2 separate regions of the Hordeum vulgare genome follow, and region 2 is linked to region 1. The links are chromatin contacts, called in public Hi-C maps. All regions are on one chromosome and are shown on one strand. Each heading gives the region's core, a stretch centred on a gene start, on an enhancer-like site or on the middle of the called end of the contact. The rest is flanking DNA. Distances are from core to core; before and after follow the strand shown. Region 1 holds the start of LOC123405263 (calcium-transporting ATPase 7, plasma membrane-type-like). Region 2 has its middle 70 kb from the start of LOC123405263.

What was found. A called contact is a pair of places that touch in the nucleus more often than the background predicts.
Region 2: a contact with region 1 is called in a Hi-C map of seedling, with 3 times the contacts expected there. The contact joins the enhancer-like site here to the promoter of LOC123405263 in region 1. A contact is called at or near these places in 3 of 6 Hi-C or Micro-C datasets (leaf and seedling).

The regions. Positions count from the first base shown.
Region 1 is chr6H:169,247,860-169,253,769 of MorexV3_pseudomolecules_assembly, forward strand. It overlaps LOC123405263 (calcium-transporting ATPase 7, plasma membrane-type-like), which reads right to left and starts at 3,998. Exons shown (of 1, transcript XM_045099018.1): 1 at 1,187-3,998. The coding sequence starts at 3,931. The coding sequence ends at 1,187.
Region 2 is chr6H:169,318,510-169,325,368 of MorexV3_pseudomolecules_assembly, forward strand. No RefSeq gene overlaps it. Among protein-coding and RNA genes, the nearest start is that of LOC123405263, 70 kb to the left of the region's middle. Within about 2 kb of position 3,977, at least 3 of the 3 cell types and tissues checked have open chromatin away from gene starts, as enhancers often do. A contact at or near this core is called in leaf and seedling, where this site is marked.

The DNA of each region.
Region 1 (5,910 bases), core at 2,748-5,247:
ATCGATGGTGAGGCAGTCGCCCGTCAGGGGTGCGTCAGCTCTGTAGCGACCACAGGTATAAGGGCATGTACAATGCATAGGTGATGCCTTGTATGTCAATGTAGGATATAATGTTAAAAAAAAGGTTTGTATGAGGAAACAAGATTCTTTGAGAAGGTGGGTGTTTGAAGAGAAAAAATATGATTAGGTGTAAAAAGCTAAAAGAAGTTCGATTGAAAAATAGAGATGTATGTGTATTAGTCTTTATTTTCTATTTTTTGATTAGATCCATTAATGATAGCTTGCAATTAAAAATCAATATAAATACCATAAGTTATTTTTTATCATGTATCATCTATATCCATATACCATTATTATACACGCCCTAAAGGCACTTTTGATGCTCCATCTAAATCTGCAGTTTCAGATGTCTAAGTACCAATCCTATAGTAATCTGATGAATTGTTTTACAAGCATTCTGTTATCGCCTACGAGCATTACCTAGACCACATCGTTGTGACCGGCACCCTCGCGCGAGATACTAAGAATCTTGTTATAGAAAAAAAAGTAACGATCATTCTTTTTTTCTAACGAATCACGTAATCCCAAAGTTCACAAACTAATAAGGTTATCAAATGAATTGTAATCACGATTGAAATTGTTGAGAGAGATATGGATCAGTATATGTTTTGAACTTGCAAATAGCATAAGGAAAAGGTCCATTACAAAATTGTAAATTTTGAATTGATTTCTAATCTATTGTATTATTTTTCAAGAATGCCACTCGGATTCGAACCTAGTGTGTGTGAGCGTGAGTTGGTGCATTGACCTCGGTACGGCCTGTCGCGTTCTCGAGTATATGTGATTTTCCCTTTCCGGGTCTTGATGGATCAGTTTGATATTTGACCCAGCAGAAGTTTTTGGACTTTGTGTATGCTATATATTGGTAGGAGGTAAACAAATTGGAGTTAGGTAAAGACGATGTGTATGCCAGATATGCCCTGTATTCCAGAAAAACATTTACAAGCACGCTTCTTCTAGAAAAGAAACATTTACAATTGCTTTCTACAGTGCTGAACAATAAAAAGTTGCATGATACATGCATGCGATAAGAAGTTGACGAGGTCAGCTCCTGAAAACTACCCCAGTTCCGTTGCATTTACGTATGATGCATGATGCATGCACAAGCACAAGCACAAGCACAAACCTAAGGTAGGCGTGTCAAGCTGTCAACCGGCACGGCGGGGATGAACTTGACGGCCCAGCCGATGGGCCATGACAAGGCGGCGATGGCAACGCAGACACTCCACTGCACCAAGCCCATACTCTCGGTGCCGGCGAACCTGGCGAGGACCTCGACCATCAGCACCTGTAGCACGAGCGCCACGCCGATGACGACGAGGAACGTCGTGCTCTTGAGCACCCCGGCGAAGACGTTCTTGTTTTCTACCTCCCTCGCGTTGAACTCGTTCAACACTTGGCACAGAACGAACACGTTGAAAATCATGGTGCCGTTGGCCTTGCCGTTGGCCTTGCCGTCGGTGCCGAAGACATCACGGCCACAGTACTGGAGCGCCAGCAGCACGGCTATCTGGAACGCCGCCTGCGCGGCGAGGTTGCGCCACATGGCTCTGCTGATGAGCGGCGCCGTGCGTGAGATGGGCGGGCGGTCCATGAGCGCGTCCGCGGGCTTGTCCGTGGCCACCGCCAGCGCGCTCAAGGTGCCCATCACCAGGTTCACCCACATGATGAGCTGCACGGTGGTCAGCGGAGCATCGCCCGTGGTGATTGCGGACACGAAGTTGACGACGATGGCCACGCCGTTGACGGTGAGGTGGAACTGGACGAACCTCAGGAAGTTGTTGTAGGCGCAGCGCCCCCAACGGATGGCCATCACCACTGTGCCGAACACGTCGTTGAGGATGATGGTGTCCTTGGTGACATCGGTGCCTTGGACGCCCATGGACAGCATCACGTCGGCCTCCTTGAGCGCCAGCGAGTCGTTGGTACTGTCGCCGGTCACGGCCACCACGTGTCCCTTCTGCTTCAGCCGCCTCACCAGCACCAGCTTGTCCAAGGGACGGAACCTCGCCATGATACGGATCTTGTCCACCACCTCCAGCTGCTGCGCCGCCGACATGGCCCGGAACTCCTGTCCCTCCATGACGACGCCGTTGAGGTCGCTGCTGGATATGACGCCGCATTCCTTGGCGATCGCGCGGGCCGTGAGGATGTTGTCGCCGGTGAGCATCTGGACGATGACACCCGCCTTGGTGCATGCTTCAACGGCGGCCTTAACCTCTGGTCGGCACGGGTCTTTCAACCCGACCAAGCCCAGCAACGTCAGACCCTCCTCGTCGTCGATATTCGTTTGCTCGGTGCCGTTGACCTGCTTGTAGGCGAAGGCGATACACCCGAGGCCGACCACCGCCATATCGTTGATGACCTTCTCAAGCTTCTTCATCTGCTTGACGCCAAGTTCGTGCGCCGCTCCGTCCATGTCCATGTACATCGAGCAATTCGCCAGGACCACCTCTGCGGCACCTTTCCAGTGCGCAACCACCTTACCCGTGGTGTTGTCCATGGTAATGGCGCGGCTGCGCTTCTTGACGGAGTGGAATGCCTCGACATGCAGGACCTCGCAGCTCCTCTTCAGTTCCTCGGCGTCCATGCCGAGGTACGCCACGGCCCATGACAGTAGCGCCTTCTCCATCGGGCTGCCCGATATCTCCGGCGGCAACAGGCAGTCGGGCCTGTATACGCTTCCGGTGGTGTTGAGCCCGGCTCCCTGGCAGAGCAAGCTAACGACGCCGGAGGCGATTGCCGTGGTGTCTTTAACCCGGTCAGTACCGACCCAGAGCTCGGTCACCTTCATCTGGTTCAACGTGAGCGTTCCGGTCTTGTCGGTGCAGATGACTGTGACCGACGCCATCGTCTCCAACGCCGATAGACGGTGCACCAGCGCGTTATCCTTCACCATCCGCATCATGTAGAAGGTGAGCATCAGCGTCACCGCGAGAGGGAGCGGGAGCGGGATGCTGTTGTCCAACAACGGCAGCTTCGCCGTGCTGCTGGTGAAGTGGCGCACCGTGAAGGTGACCGCCGCGACGGCGACGCTGATTTTGCCGATGGTCAAGGAGAGCCCCTCGAGGCGCTCCTGGAGCGGCTTCGGGTCATCGGCCTCGATTTTCATCAGCTCGCCCCACGAGGTGTCGGTGCCAACGGCGGTGACAACCATCCGGCCGTAGCCAGCAATTACCTTCACGCCAGAGGCGAGGAAGGGGTACTTCTTGTCGTCGATCTCGATCGGCTGGGGCTCGCAGGTAATGCTCGACTCGTCTACCCGAAGGCCGTGCCCCGTCAGGAACACCCCGTCCGCGGGCACGGCGTCGCCGGCCTTCAGTATCACCACGTCACCGACGACGATGTCGAGTATGGAAACCTCCTGCCTCCGGGCGGCGCGGACGACGGTGACGTCGATGTTGGCGGACTCGGCCGCGAGCTTGTCGTCCCACTTGGCTTGGGTGTGGCCGATGACCGCAGTCACGGCGGAGACGAGGAGCACGGCGAGGAAGATGCCCACGCCGTACAACACGTACTTGAGGCGGTGCTCCTTGATGCCGAAGCCGAGGTCGACGGCGGCGCAGACGAGGAGCGCGACGAGGACGACGTCCCTGAGCGCGTCGCACAAGTGGTTGAAGAAGCTGTTGCTGGTCTCGGCCGGCTTCTGGTACTTGTTCTCGCCGAACACCTCCTTGCGACGGCGCACGTCGGCGATTTCCCCGCAGATACCGTGCTCCGGGTGGGACTGGAGCTTGGCGGCGATGCAGGCACCGCCGCCCATGCGGAGGAAGCAGTCCTGTCGCTTCTCCTTGACAAGGAACTTGAAGGATTCGCCGTTGCCCTTGCCGTCGTCGACCCTTATTACTGTGTCCATCGGCATGTGCTGCATGGCGGAACGGCTGGACTGAAAGATGTGGTGTTGAGTGGTGCTAGCAGCTGGGGCCAGGTGTGACCAGGTTTGGATTGCTTATGGTGCTTTTCTACAGATTATTGAGTTGATAGCCCATCTGGGGGAGAGATTAGTTATTAGTAGCGGGGAGAGGGATAGAGTTGCGTGCGGTTGACGCGTTGCGCCGTTCCTTCTTTTCCTTTGGCTGCTGCGGATCGGACAAGGCTTCGAGCGCGCAATGCCTCGTCGCGTGAGACCACGTTGTGCAATGGTGGAATATACCGGGAGGAACACCTTCCGGAAGTCACCACGGCGAGGTTTCGACTCCATCTTGATCGTCATCGCCTGGTCACTTTGAAAGCAGAGGAATGGCGAGGTGTTCGGGAGGAGCCCATAACAACTTAAACCCTGCACAATTGATGCAACAAATTCTCAACGAAGTTGAAGACTGGAAAAAAGGCCGGAGCTCGTGATCTACATAGATTTGCAAGAGAGTAATTTTATATTTCTATACGTGTTGGTGATGGTGTTCGATCTTATCTATGTTCGCATGGACATGATCCTCTCATAAATTGTTTCTTTACCTTTTGTAAAAATATGGTACGTTATGGACGTATTCTCGAAAAAAAGACCACGTTGTGCGTCAAAAGGAGGGCGGGCTCGGGGTACACATCCTTACTGTCCAAAACAATTATCTCCTCATGAAACTTCTGCATCGTCTGCATATTTTTTTTTGAAATGTGATGCGTTATGACCCGATTCATTAAAAAAGATCGAAGAGAGTTGTTCGGTTAATAAACGAAAAACTGGGCAAAAAACTTCACAATACGTCCGCCAAAACAAGGCACACAAGGCGACCTCGCAACCCACACAAGAACGCACACACGTCGCCAAGGAGAAGAGCGTCGTTGAGGTTACCATCGACGACCACCGATGTAGCCTCCACCACACAAACGCAGAGGCCTGCGTCGGCCAACCCCAAACAGTCCACCACATGCGTCGGCGACCAGGCAGTTTCGATTCTATCGACGAGCATTGTAGGATAAAAAGTGTTGGACCTGTGCCGAGCCAGCGCCAGAACCGACCATCCGTCTCGCGTCATCGTCACCGCGAGGCTCCTCCTTAAACAGCTCAGATTTCAGAAGACAAGAGAGGCACGGCGAGTCCTCGAACACGTCGGATGAGACCGACTACTAGAACACAGCTGCAAATCCTACTCCGTTTGAAGCGGCCATCGTTGCCACACAAGAAGCCGCGCAAAAGCATCCACATTGGCGGACGGGCACCAGCCGACCGCGATGTCGCGAGCGTCTGACCCATGGAGTGTGCAAACGAATCCAAAGCTCTTCAAGACTACACCCCAAGAACAAAGCGACGATGCCGACACCGTCGTCCGACGCAATCGGGTCTAAGGTTTTCACCCGAAGAACTGGATCCGAGGGTGTGCAGGGAGAGAGGACGTGGATGTGCCGCTGTGTTCTGATTAACTGCAATATGCTTTGAAAGGACGTGGATGTGCAGTTGTGTTCTGATTAACTGCAATATGCTTTGAAAGGACATGGATGTCGCCTAGAGGGGGGGTGAAGGTGAATAGGCGCTTTAAAATAATTACGGTTTAGGCTTGAACAAATGCGGAATAAAACTAAGGTTTAATTTGTCAAGCACAAAACCTAAAACAACTAGGCTCAACTATGTGCACCAATAACTTATTCTAAGCAAGATAAACAACTAAGTGATAGCAAGATATATGACCAGAAACAATATGGCTATCACAAAGTAAAGTGCATAAGTAAAGGGTTCGGGTAAGAGATAACCGAGGCATGCAGAGACGATGATGTATCCTGAAGTTCACACCCTTGCGGATGCTAATCTCCGTTGGAGCGGTGTGGAGGCACAATGCTCCCCAAAATGCCACTAAGGCCACCGTAATCTCCTCACGCTCTCGCACAATGCAAGATGCCGTGATTCACTAAGGGACC
Region 2 (6,859 bases), core at 2,727-5,226, 71 kb after region 1:
CATCATGTTGTGCATGTGCCATGGTGAATATCGTGTGTTGATTCTTGTTTTCGGTTTGGTTCGTCTCGATAGAGTTCCGCAAGCGTGTCGGAATGTGAGGATCCGTTTGACTACGTCGGTTCGTCTGCTTCACGGGGTCGTTCTTCTTCCAAGCGGGATCACAGGCAAGATGATCATTTCCCTAGATACCATTACTACCATTGCCATGCTAGTTGTTTTGTTTCTATCGCTATGTCTCGCTGCCTACCACCTGTTAAATGTCAGCCTTTCACCAATGCCATGAAAAACCTCTAACCTTTCCACAAACTAGCAAACCATCGTTTGGCTATGTTACTGCTTGCTCAACCTTTTGTTAGCGTTGCTAGTTGCAGGTGCAGTTGCTTCCATGTGAAAACATGGGTTCCTTGTTCTATTACCATATTAATGCTATTTAAATTAATGCACTTATATACTTGGCAAAAGGTGGAAGGCTGGGCCTTTCTATCCCGGTGTTTCGTTCCACCTTTCCCGCCTTAGTTTTGGCTACCGGTGTTATGTTCCATAAATGAGCGCTCCTAACATGCTTGGGGTTGTTATGAGGACCTCCTAGCTTTTCGTTTTAGGATAAAACTCGTGTGGCAAGGCCCAATATTGGTACTATATTTTCCCAACATAATAATTCTGATAATACTGAAAAACATAGGGCGTCATGAACCCGAGGAGTAATTCAACATAATACAGGGAGGGCGAGTGCTGATGGTGCTGGTCCTAAACAGAGTCGTGTGCGAGGCCAACGCGGTGCAACTCGAGTGATTTCTATCAGGCCATTGTACGTTGCGCTCATCAGATTGTGCCCTGAGAATGCGATACGCGGGTCCTATCGGGATCATCAGCACGTCGGGCAACCTTGCTGGACTTGTTTTACCTTTCTCGAGCGTCTTGTGCGAGGTATTCCGAGGATACTTTGGGCTATCTCGAGGTTGAGGTTTTCCAATAGGACCTCGAGGAGATCACGGGTTTCCGTGAACGAGGTTATTCGGTCACAACGTGTGGTAGTTTGTGATGGACTAGTTGGAGCACCAGTGTAGTGTTAAATTCTTCAGAAAGCCATGCACATGGTTATGTGGCAAACTTGGAAACTTTGTTTAACATCCGGTTCTAGATAACTTGAAGTAAGCTTAATTCAAATATGGCAACTGAGTGCGTAACCATGACTGTCTCTTTCGTGAGATCCTTCTCCGATCGAGGACACGGTGGGGTTATGTTTGACGTAAGTAGGTGTTCAGGATCATTCATTTGAACATCAGTAGTTCACGTCCGATGTGCGTAGATCATCCCCCTCTTTTATTCTTTTACTCTTAAGTTAGCCACCTCAAAAAAATTCTTAGTCGCCTTCTGCAGCCTCACCACTTAACCATACCTCACCTATTAAGCTTTGCTAGTCTTGATACCTTTGGAAATGAGACTGCTGAGTCCCTGTGGCTTAGAGATTACTACAACACTAGTTGCAGGTACATGTAAAGAGTTACTTTGACGTGAGCGTGCCGATTGTGTTATTTGGAGCTTCTTCTTCTTCTTCTTCTTGTTCTTCGATCTAGGATGGGTTCCAGGCCGGCAGCGTGAGATAGCAAGGATGGACGTCGTTCTTTTATCGTTTGTTTTCATCCGTAGTCAGACCCTGCTCTTCTTCATGATGACTGGATATTACTATATAATCTGTATTGATGTGATCTTGATGTAGCTTGTGGCGAGTGTAAGTCAACTCCTTATACTCATATTTTCAGTACATGTACTTTTAACGATATCCATTCCTGCGAAACGACGAGATGCGTCTCTATCCCTGTCGAGGCCCTCGTGCCAAAATAACGATAGGACCGCATCTTGGGCGTTACATACATGTAGAGCACCGTTATAGTCACATAGTTACGTTGTGACATTTGATACACACAAGGTGCTCCTCCGGTGTCCGGGAGTTGTATGATCTCATGGTCATAAGAACAGATACATTGACATGCAGAAAATAGTAGCAATAAACTGACACGATCATATGCCATGTTCATAATTAGGTCTTGTCCATCACGTCATTCTCCTATTGATGTGACCCCGTTATCAAACGACATTTCATGTCTATGGCCAGGAAACCTTGACCATCTTTGATCAACGAGCTAGTCCTTCAGAGGCTCACTAAGGACAGTCTGTTGTCTATGTATCCACACATGTATTTGAGTTTCCAATCAATACAATTCTAGCATGATAATAAACGATTGTCATGAACAAGGAAATATAATAGTAACCAATTTATTATTGCCTCTAGGGTATATTTCTAACATCCCCCATATATACAACCATTAGGACGCCGTTTAGATTTGGGTTTTGTTTTCATTAAAAGTTCGTCATAGCTGCAATTTTGTGTCTTTCGTTTGTGTTCCACAATCAGACCAATATGTCACAAACTCCACTTGCACCAATAAAGCATTCATCTTATATTCGCGATATCCAGATTGCAATTTGAGTTTCTTGCTTGTTCTTCGTTTGTGTGCAGGAAATAGATCCTCGTGGTCAGGTTGATCGTGCTCCGCCATGGTCAATGACCTCTAGTAGTTGGTTTAACGATTTCTAAGACGCGATGTCCTTGCACGTTCGTAGTCGGATGTTCAAAGTCTACTCCATCAAAAACAATAGTCATCATCCCATCAAAAGATGGGACACCTTCGCTTTATCAGAGATTACGTTACATGGAGCGAGAGACACCATCATTCTCTCCATGCAAAGGCATCAGGTCCCAAGCAGAGGGAGTGTAACCTCCGTAGTAACTTTGCTAAGAAATTCCTGCAAAGATAATGGAGGAACATCAACTCATGTCGCCTACGCACAACACTGCTCACCTGAACATAAGGCTCAACCGCAACGCTAGGTATGGCCCCCATCACGTGCTAGGTGTTGAAACCAAGCTGCTCCGTCGAACTGAGAATCAGATGTGCAAGGGAATGCACATCTACAGTCTGAGAGTAGCCATCGAGGCAGGATAACAAGATCATATGTATAAAATATTCTTTTGATCGTGATGGAGGAAGGATATGTGTGAAACTAATTTCGCTTTCTTGATAATAAAATATTCTTTTGATCGTGATGGAGGAAGGATATGTGTGAAACTAATTTCGCTTTCTTTTTATCAAGAAAGGTAGAAAACTTACAATAATTGAATGATAAGAAAGACAGTGGTATCATAAATCTACTAGAGTTCAAGTCCTAAATTTGACATTGAAACTCGCATTCTTTACATTTATTTCAGGCCTTCCGACGTGAGAGGAGACGTCCCCATGATTGTGAAAATGTCCGTAACGACTTTACCGATTTTAAGATTGTGTGTCAGCTCAGTCTTTAAAAAAATGTTCGTATGAATAAAGTATACATGCGTGCATTAATAGGATTGAATATATGTACGTATGTATGAAGGTGTGCGTCTGTACTTTGTTATTATGATCAACAGACTAAGGCGTGTTTAGTTAGCTAAAACGTGAGAGGCTTGAAGGTTGAATTTTTGGTTAACTCGAGGTCTGTTCTGTAAAAGATACTACTGCCATCTTGACAGCCCCACCATTCTAGACGGTGATTGCACCTAGCTACACCTAAGACTAGTCATAGTGGGGAGTAACTAAGTAGTAACATCAACGCCACGTGGGCAAAAAATCTGACGTGACAAGTATTTAATGTGGAGAGAGATGGTAGTGGTAACATAGCTAGTTACCATCACATCACATATTTCAATGCACTATGTGTCTACAACCTAATAAATGTTTGTTTGTATGACACCACATGTATGTTACTCCCCACTATGAAGGTAGTAACATAGACTAATAACAACATCATGTTACTACTCTTAGTTACTCCCCACTATGAGCAGCCTAAAACTCGAGTTTTCGACCGGCCACGTCCTGTATGATCGGCAAGGATTTCGTGGTGTTGATTTGGACCCGCCCGAAATCGAATGGTCTGATGGTCAACTGAGGGACCAGGTCTCGCGCTTGGAGGTTTAGTATGTTGATTTCGTGGTTGGTGGTTTAGTATTTTTGTCGTTGATTTCGTGGTTGGTGGTTTAGTATTTTTGTCGTTGGAACGTGGAGATGGTTATGCATGTCTTTCCTCCCAAGTTGGTGTCGCCATCGCGGCCTCCCTGAAACACCGACCCCTATCTCTGGCTGATGTCACGTCTCCCTCAAGCCGCCTCCTGCGTCTCCCACGTATCCCTTGTGGCACCCACGCTCTTGTCCTCTTCCTGCTGTCTCTGGTTGAAACGTCTGGACACCACACGCAACACACGCTCTACGGCGGTCAAGGTATGGGCGGAGCTGCGCCGAGATGCAGCACTACGAGACGAGGCTCCGATGTTAGTATGTTTCGAACAGGTCGCCCTTCACCCGCGCGTTCCTGCTGCCATGCCCAAAGCGCAAAGGCGTTGCTCGGTTGCAGCAGGCGAAGAACGGGACGGTGCTGCCACGCCCGCGACGGAGTTGGGTCACAGCAGGGAAAGCTTTGCAGCAGGCGATGCTAAGTGGCCACTGCTGCCATGCCGACGGCGGAGCTGTGTTGCAGCAGGCGAGGCTACGAGCATCCTGGTGCCATCCATGCCCAAGCCCAACGGTGGAGCTGCGTTGCAACAGGTCATTAGTTGCAGATGCACGACCACGATCCGGCGGTGAGGCTGCGTTGTTGCACCAGGTAGCTGCAGACGCTGCCGACCAGTGGCCATGCGCTTTGCAAGGGGGTTGACGCCCCGGTCGCCTACAGCGGTGGCGCTGCGGCCGGCACTAGCGGGGTAGCTACAAGACGGAACATGGAACTGCCAACCTGGTTGGGATGTCTCGCCAGACCTCGCCGCTGTAGCCAGGGTTCCCGTGCTTGGAAGAAGATGGAGAGACGGTGAGACACTGTGTAAAGGGTGCGGCTAAATCCAAGTCAACTGAGATTTGACCAATTCTTAGTTAAATGATAAGTAGAACAAATGAAAAATTTAAATGAAAAATTAGAATGCATTTTCATGTAAGATCTCACGAATGTAGTATCGACTGAGACTTGGTTAGACACTGAGATTTTCTGCTCGGTAAAACCTAAATCACACTCACACATTACCGAGTTTTTTTAAGCAACAGGCTATATATCCCGTCGACTTCTATTATCACAACATCGTAAACAATTGAAGAGAAAACAAAAGGACGAAAGAATAAAGATAAAAGTCTGTCTAGGACACATCTAAACCATCGTAAGATCACTGCCATAAGAATTAAACATGCAAAACTTATGCACATCTAGATGTGTTTTAGCGAAAAAGATAACTTCCCTACAAGCCAAGACATTGTCAGCCTCCTACTGCTGCAACAGATAGGATGGCCACGCCCGCACGCCGAATCATACAGGGCAGAGCAACCTCTCGGGTAAAAAAGAAAGGTGAGCAACCTCTAAAATTATTACAAATTCAGCATCAAGCTCAAAAGAGCAGTCAACTACTTCCTCCGTGTCTAAATATAAGTCTTTTAAGATATTTTATTAGGTGTCTACATACAAAACAAAATGAATGAATCTATATTCTAAAGTATGTCTATATACATCTGTATGTAGTTCATTAGTTGAACCTTTAGAAATACTTATATTTAGGAAAGGAGAGAGTACCAGTTAGTATCATTCTTGCAATGGGAGCCCATGGGTCCATGGTTGTGAGCAAAGATCTCTTGTATCACCTTATTGATGTCAAACGGTTGCAGCACTTGCTGAGTCTAAAATGCAAAAGCAAACATAACGCAAACATACATCTCGACAACCTTTGTGTCCTTGACAGTTCTTGGAGTTCTCCACCGGCCACGTCCTGTATGCAATCTATCAAGTCCTTTTCTTAGGGAAAATAATATACTACTGAGATGAGATGCGGTGGAGGCTGGTCCGTGTTGGGATCCACGACACGTTGCCAGCAAGTGGGCATGACGGCATGGTTTCGAAAAGAATGAATGATAGTCCGTACTTGATGCCGACCTAGTAGCATAACGCCATAACCAGTTGACGCAAGTGGGCAGGACTTGCTTTCCATCTGCACATTCTTAATACGAACCACTTTGCCGGCCCGTATGAACTTTTCTTGGTGCTACATTATTAGTATTATGCGTCTGGATACTGGATGAAAATGTGTAGATCGCGAGGACTTGGTTACCTTCGGTATCTCCCGCCACGCGATCGTCATATACACGAAAGTAAACAAGCCCGCATACACCGGATTTGTTTTATTGTTTCGAACTCGACCTGTTCATTAACAGCCCAGCAGCATTTTTTTTCCTATATAAAGAAAAATAATAGGGGTCTCCCCTCCGGTTACATTCATTAACAAGATGAATCCAAACTGTGGCACGCAGATGCATGGGCGGAGGCATCGATCTCTTTTTTTCTTTCAATTTTCAATCTTTTGAACAAAAATTCATATTGAGTTTTGTTTGTATATTCGTGTTTTTGTGACGACCGCCTTCAAAGAAGATTTGTTTTGTTAGAATATTAGGTAAATTTGTAATTAATTTTGGTAAATAAATCATGACAAGAATCAGTAAATAAATCATGATGAGAATCAGGAGTAGCATGCAACAATCTAACATACTACATGAACAACAAAATATACATAACATCATCGCACACGAAGTAGCAACTACACAAAGAGACATTTGCAGATCATGAATGTCGTACTATTCGTTAGTTGCTGCATGAGCGACGGTGTTGACGACGGTCTGTTGTTGACGGCGATGTAAACGACGACGAGTTGCACCGCCCGACTTGGACAGAAGAGGACTCGTAACGACAATCTTGAGCAGTTGCGTGGAGCACTTCCCAATAACTTAATTCGTCC